2 separate regions of the Danio rerio genome follow, and region 2 is linked to region 1. A link is a contact called in public Hi-C data. All regions are on one chromosome and are shown on one strand. The core of a region is the stretch at or near the end of the contact, and the rest is flanking DNA. Distances in the headings are between cores, read along the strand shown.

What was found. Hi-C and Micro-C count contacts between places; a contact is called where the count stands out from the background.
Region 2: a Hi-C map of hematopoietic stem cells shows a contact between it and region 1, with 2.4 times the contacts expected there. The contact joins the promoter of si:zfos-1451h6.1 here to the promoter of si:ch211-253b8.2 in region 1. A contact is called at or near these places in 2 of 18 Hi-C or Micro-C datasets (hematopoietic stem cells and an unstated tissue).

Annotation. Positions count from the first base shown.
Region 1 is chr11:7,078,302-7,081,012 of GRCz12tu, forward strand. It overlaps si:ch211-253b8.2, which reads right to left and starts at 1,339. Exons shown (of 3, transcript NM_001201560.1): 1 at 1,014-1,339; 2 at 1-25. The coding sequence starts at 1,203. It overlaps zgc:173548, which reads right to left. Exons shown (of 2, transcript NM_001105705.2): 2 at 2,492-2,711.
Region 2 is chr11:7,242,069-7,244,779 of GRCz12tu, forward strand. It overlaps si:zfos-1451h6.1 (a long non-coding RNA gene), which reads left to right and starts at 1,385. Exons shown (of 6, transcript XR_012386979.1): 1 at 1,385-1,427; 2 at 1,767-1,818; 3 at 2,017-2,090; 4 at 2,297-2,366; 5 at 2,570-2,641. It overlaps LOC137496759 (small nucleolar SNORD12/SNORD106), which reads left to right and starts at 1,854; the gene lies at 1,854-1,947. It overlaps LOC137496756 (small nucleolar SNORD12/SNORD106), which reads left to right and starts at 2,134; the gene lies at 2,134-2,227. It overlaps LOC137496758 (small nucleolar SNORD12/SNORD106), which reads left to right and starts at 2,408; the gene lies at 2,408-2,501. It also overlaps LOC137496757.

The DNA of each region.
Region 1 (2,711 bases), core at 89-2,588:
ACTTCACCTTCGGGCATTGGAGTATCTGTGTGACATGAAGCATAAATAATATTCAGTTTAATTCAATATTACATTGAAAACTCATTTCTCTTTGATAAAGTCTAAAACACACCACAAAGGTTTTGTTCCTATGATATTTAAGAGCAGTGGTCCTCAAAAACCAGGCCGCAGACCGTTACCGGTCCGTGGAATAAATTGGTACTAGGTCGCACAAGAAAACATTAACTTTTTCTGTTTTATTTATTATCTGAGTCTGAACGATCTTTGAAATCTGAAAGTCTGAAATCTATTATTTTGAAAAATTACGGTATTCTCTCGCTTACATTTCGGTCACTTGAGCGTCAAAATTTTACCCACAAGCAGCAAAATGTGTAAGAAACAGATGTTTTTAGAAAGATTCTTTGCCAAGGGGAAAGATCCAGAAAAGAATCCGCAAACTGCCAAGGAATGGATCAGCAACCCATTTACCAACAAATCAGGATTGATTAAGTTTTTAAAATAAAATCAGTTGTGTTGTAAATATTTATATCTATAATATATTGGTTATCAGCCTCCAAATCTTAAGAGTTATCGGTTATCGATGTCGGCCCAAAAAACCATATCGGTTCATCCTTAAAATAAACTAATTGACAATCAAAAACATTTAAAGGTTTAATTAAAAGATCTGAAATTAATTCATATAACATAAACAGAAAATGTGACAGCTCTTGCATTCTATACGAGTTAAATTATAGTGTTATAAATCTTATTTTAAATATTTTAACAACTATTAATATAGCACTTTAAATAATATCGAGGTTCAGTAATTTAATCTGATATATTTTAAGTACCAACAGCTGATACCATGTAAACAGACTGACAGATAACTTTACTACAATGGTTACGTGGTAAAAAAAAAAATACGTAAAATAATTACAGTAGTTCGACAGCTAACGCTTAATAAGTATGCGACTTTTATTGAAAATTTTATAAGTAAGAAATAAAGGGAATATTAAGCAAATCACAAGACTAACCATGGTGTGCTTCTGCACGGCTGCAGACTCTGCTTTGACTCAGCGTGTTCCTGAGACAGCAGTTCTCCTGCTTCAGACGCTCGATCTCCTGCTCGTATTCAGTTATGCTGCCTTTGACAGCGTCGAATATCTCTTCGGCTACTGCAGTCATGCGCTTCAATAAGAAAGAATGAATAGACACAAGTCCCATTTTGGTTGCTTTTGTAACAAACTCGTTCTTCTTCCGTATCCTCACAGCGTCCTTTCTTCTTCCTCACCTTTTCTTCTTCCTTGTGTTTATTAGCGGGTTGCGCCAAATTTTTAGCTGCATACCGCCATCTCATGTACTGGAGTGGGAAACGATTTCAGTCTGTTTACTTCCCATTTCCGAGTCCTCTACACTTTATGAAGTTTAAAACTAATTTTGTTTTTTTTACCAGACTCTTCCTTTGTTTAAAGTGTGCCACATATATATGTTCTGAAATTTGCTTTCTATAACAGCAAGCTCAGCTGTTGACGTATTTCACACAACCCTGTTTCCTTTCAAATAAACAACAGAATTGAGTATTGTATGTCTGCTCTTTGGTCTTAAAATAATCTGATCTACTCTACTAAAATGAACACTCCACCTTTTTGAAAATCAGCATCTAGCTCAAAAATGTAAAAACATAAGGGAGTGCAGGGCACAAAGTTACGCGGGGTTAAATGTAACACAAAATTGTCCGTAGTGTATAAGTGTGTGTGTGGATGTTTCCCAGAGATGGGAAGGGCATCCGCTGCGTAAAAATGTGCTGGATAAATTGGCGGTTCATTCCACTGTGGCGACCCCAGATTAATAAAGGGACTAAGCCAACAAGCAAATGAATGAATGAATCAATGTAACAGAGTTTTAAGGTATTTGCTCACACTGAAAAAAAATATTCAGAGATGACTCCTTGGATTTACTCAATTTTTTTTACGTAAGGTGGTTGTAAACAATTTATTAGTGTTGAATTTAAACGAACAAATTAAGTTGAACATTAATAAACTTAATTTGTTTGTTTATATTCAACACAAATAAATTGTTTGCAACAGTTCTGCATGCAACACTTTTTTCAGAGCAGGGTTAACCATGGCATGCTTCCGAAGTTTTCAGCACAGTGTCAGCAGACTTCTTCCTCCCAATTATTGGAAAATTTCGGCGAAATTTAGATGAGAAACACAGGAGAAACCATTTTTGTATCATAAAAGTATTTTTATTATAATCTGGAAGTCAAGTTATTATTTGTTGTTCCTAAAACTTGAATAAGTGACTTTTGTCAGGTAGTGTACGTTGGTAAAAATCCCTAACATTCCATGACTTAAAATAATTTCAAAATTCCATGTCTTACTTCAATAGACCATCTAAAATTCCATGATATTCCAGAAATTAAACGTTCCGTGGCAAGTCGAACCCTGCCAATATTACCAAGCAAAACATATTCAAGTATACAGACATTTAGTAAACAAATTTTCAAGACTTTTTCAGAACTTTAGTTTATTTTTCCAGAACTTTTATAATTCCATATAACAGAATCACCCCGATTGTCATCTCAAATATTTTGAACATTTCACTACAGTATAAACTAAGGTAAACATGTAAGGTGGAATATTATTTGATACAGAAACAATTTGACCAGAAAATGACATCGAAATTATAAAAGACATATTCCAGAGCTTTAACGATGATCATTTCTCAAA
Region 2 (2,711 bases), core at 135-2,634, 160 kb after region 1:
TTCTTTTTATGTAAAACTTCTGTTTTATAATTAACAAAACCAAACAAAACATTTTCCCATGGTAAGAAAAGTCTTAATCAACATTCTCAATCACAAAAAGAGAAAAATCTTTAAAGCAAACTAGAATAACTGCATTGCCAAAATAAGTGAACTAGGGAATCGGGTTGTTACTTACAAAATGAAATTTTTATTTTATTTTATTTTATTTTGTTTTATTTTATTTATTTATTTATTTATTTATTTATTGCAAAAAAAAAAAAAAACAGTTGACAAGTTTGTTGCAATATTTGTTTACAATACAGAATATTTCATTGTCAATGAAAAAAGATACAAGAGAAAGAAAGAAAGAAAGAAAGAAAGAAAGAAAGAAAGAAAGAAAGAAAGAAAGAAAGAAAATAAAGAACATGAAATAAACTTGAGGGTAAGATATTTAAGAATCAGTTACAGTACATAAGTTAAAGTCATTACAAAATAAAAGTCTTCTGTTTGCTTTCTTATTTTTAGATAATTAAATTAAATGTAAATAATGACTAAATTCTTGCAACAAAAAAAACAGGAAAATATGGTTTGGTATTAGTAAATTTGCAATTGGAATGGAATTGACAAAGAAAATAAATTAAATTGATCTTTTCTAAGTTTATAATGCTTTCCCAGAAATGGGTTGCAGCTGGAAGGGCATCCGCTGCGTAAAACATATGCTGAATAAGTTGGCGGTTCATTCTGTGGCGACTCCAGATTACTAAAGGGACTAAGCAAAAAGAAAAGAAAAGGAATGAATGAAGTTTTTTTTTTTCTTTTAATGATTGAAGTTTATTTTTTATTTTATTTTTCATTTTTTTAATCATAACTGTTTATAATAACAGATTTTTTGATATAGTGTCTTTTGTTTTTCCAAAGAAAGTCAAAAAGCATTCTATCAACCTCAGCACAGAAAAACTTGTTCACAAACTGAGAGAGCAGGATATGTTACTCTTGAAATACCCTCAGCTTTGGCAAGGAGTGCCCTCCCTCTTAAAGACAAGTCCCTTTGAAGCCAAGAATTAAATTTTTTTTTTGTTTTGGCAATTACTGGGTCAAAATTTAATTTACCTCTAATATTATCATCTTTGCAAATAGTTAAACCTAAGTAGCATACTTGAGATTTGACAGGGATATTATAAAGAATAGAGGCCGAGCAGGACTTTATAGCAAGCAGCTCACATTTATCTAAATTTAGAGTCAAGCCTGAAGCTTTTGAAAACATTTTAATATATTTAATAGCATGAGGAATCTGTGATTCATCCTTTAGAAAAAGAGTGGATGATTGAAGTTTATAATGCTGGAACAACGCTCTCGCTGACGTAATGGCTTGAATAACTGCGCATGCGTAGGGACTATATAACCTAAGTTCGCTCATTCTTCCTTCCCACTTCCTACTCGCTTTTGAGGTAAGCTGTGTGTATATTGTAATTATTCATAACATTTAATTGTAAGTACGCGTTGAATAATTGCATTGTAGAAGTGTTTACGGTCAAATCGGAAGTATGAAACAACAAATCAGAATTTTGATGTAACTATATGCGCTGGACACGTGGCTAAGTTCGGCGCACGCGGGAAATGTGCAACAATATATACTTTTGTTAAAGTGTTGCATTTACTTGATGAATCTGGCTAAACCGTAATCGTTACATAAACGTTGGTCTGCTACACAAATGCTGCACTATAGGCAATATTTTTAAACGCCATTATTATTAGTATTAATTAGCTTTTTCTTTCTTTTTATGTAGGATGTTGACTTCGAAATCATGGAGTTTTGCCCTTGCACATTCTCAGATCTCGGTGAGTGTATCATTAACACCGTATTCTGCTTAACTTCTGGTAGCAATGATGACTTAATCTTTTTTCCCCAGCAGATCGACTCTGTTGACTTATAAAACGAAAATAAGCCAAATTATCTGAGCAACCTAATGGCTATTATAAAGCCATTGTTTTAAATATTTCAGTGCAATTGACCATTTGTTAACATTTCCTTCACAGGTCATACTCCAACCAAACAGATGACCCCCACGTTTAAAATGGTGTAATAATAACCCCATCATACTCTGAAGCAGGTAAAGATGGCTCTATTTTTTAAGACCTTTTGTGCCATTTTTATCTGGTGCACGTGATGACTAACCTTTTTTTCCCCAGCAGATCGACTCTGTTGACCTTTGAAACGAAAATAAGCCAAATTATCTGAACAACCAGACCGCTACAATAGAGCTATGGTTTTAAGTATTTCAATGCAACTAACCATTGTTTACCATTCCCTTCACAGATCCCTCCCCAACCAAATGGATATTCCTGCATTTGAAAGGATTTGAGAACCCCATCATACTGTAAAGCAGGTAAAGATGGATCTGTTCTTTAGACCTTTTGTGCCATTTTATCTGGTGCACGTGATGACTAACCTTTTTTCCCCAGCAGATCGACTCTGTTGACTTGTAACACGAAAAATAAGCCAAATTATCTGAGCAACCAGATGGCTGCACTAAAACTGTGGTTGTATAAATTTCAGTTTCAATTAACTTGTTACAATTCCTCTCCTCAGAGATCATGCTTCAATCAAATGGATGGTCCTGAATTTAGAAGGATTCAATAACCCCATCATACTCTGAAGCAGGTGTGGATACATTTATTTTTCTGGGGGGGCTATTTACTTGGTGCACATGATGACTGACCTTTTTTCCCCA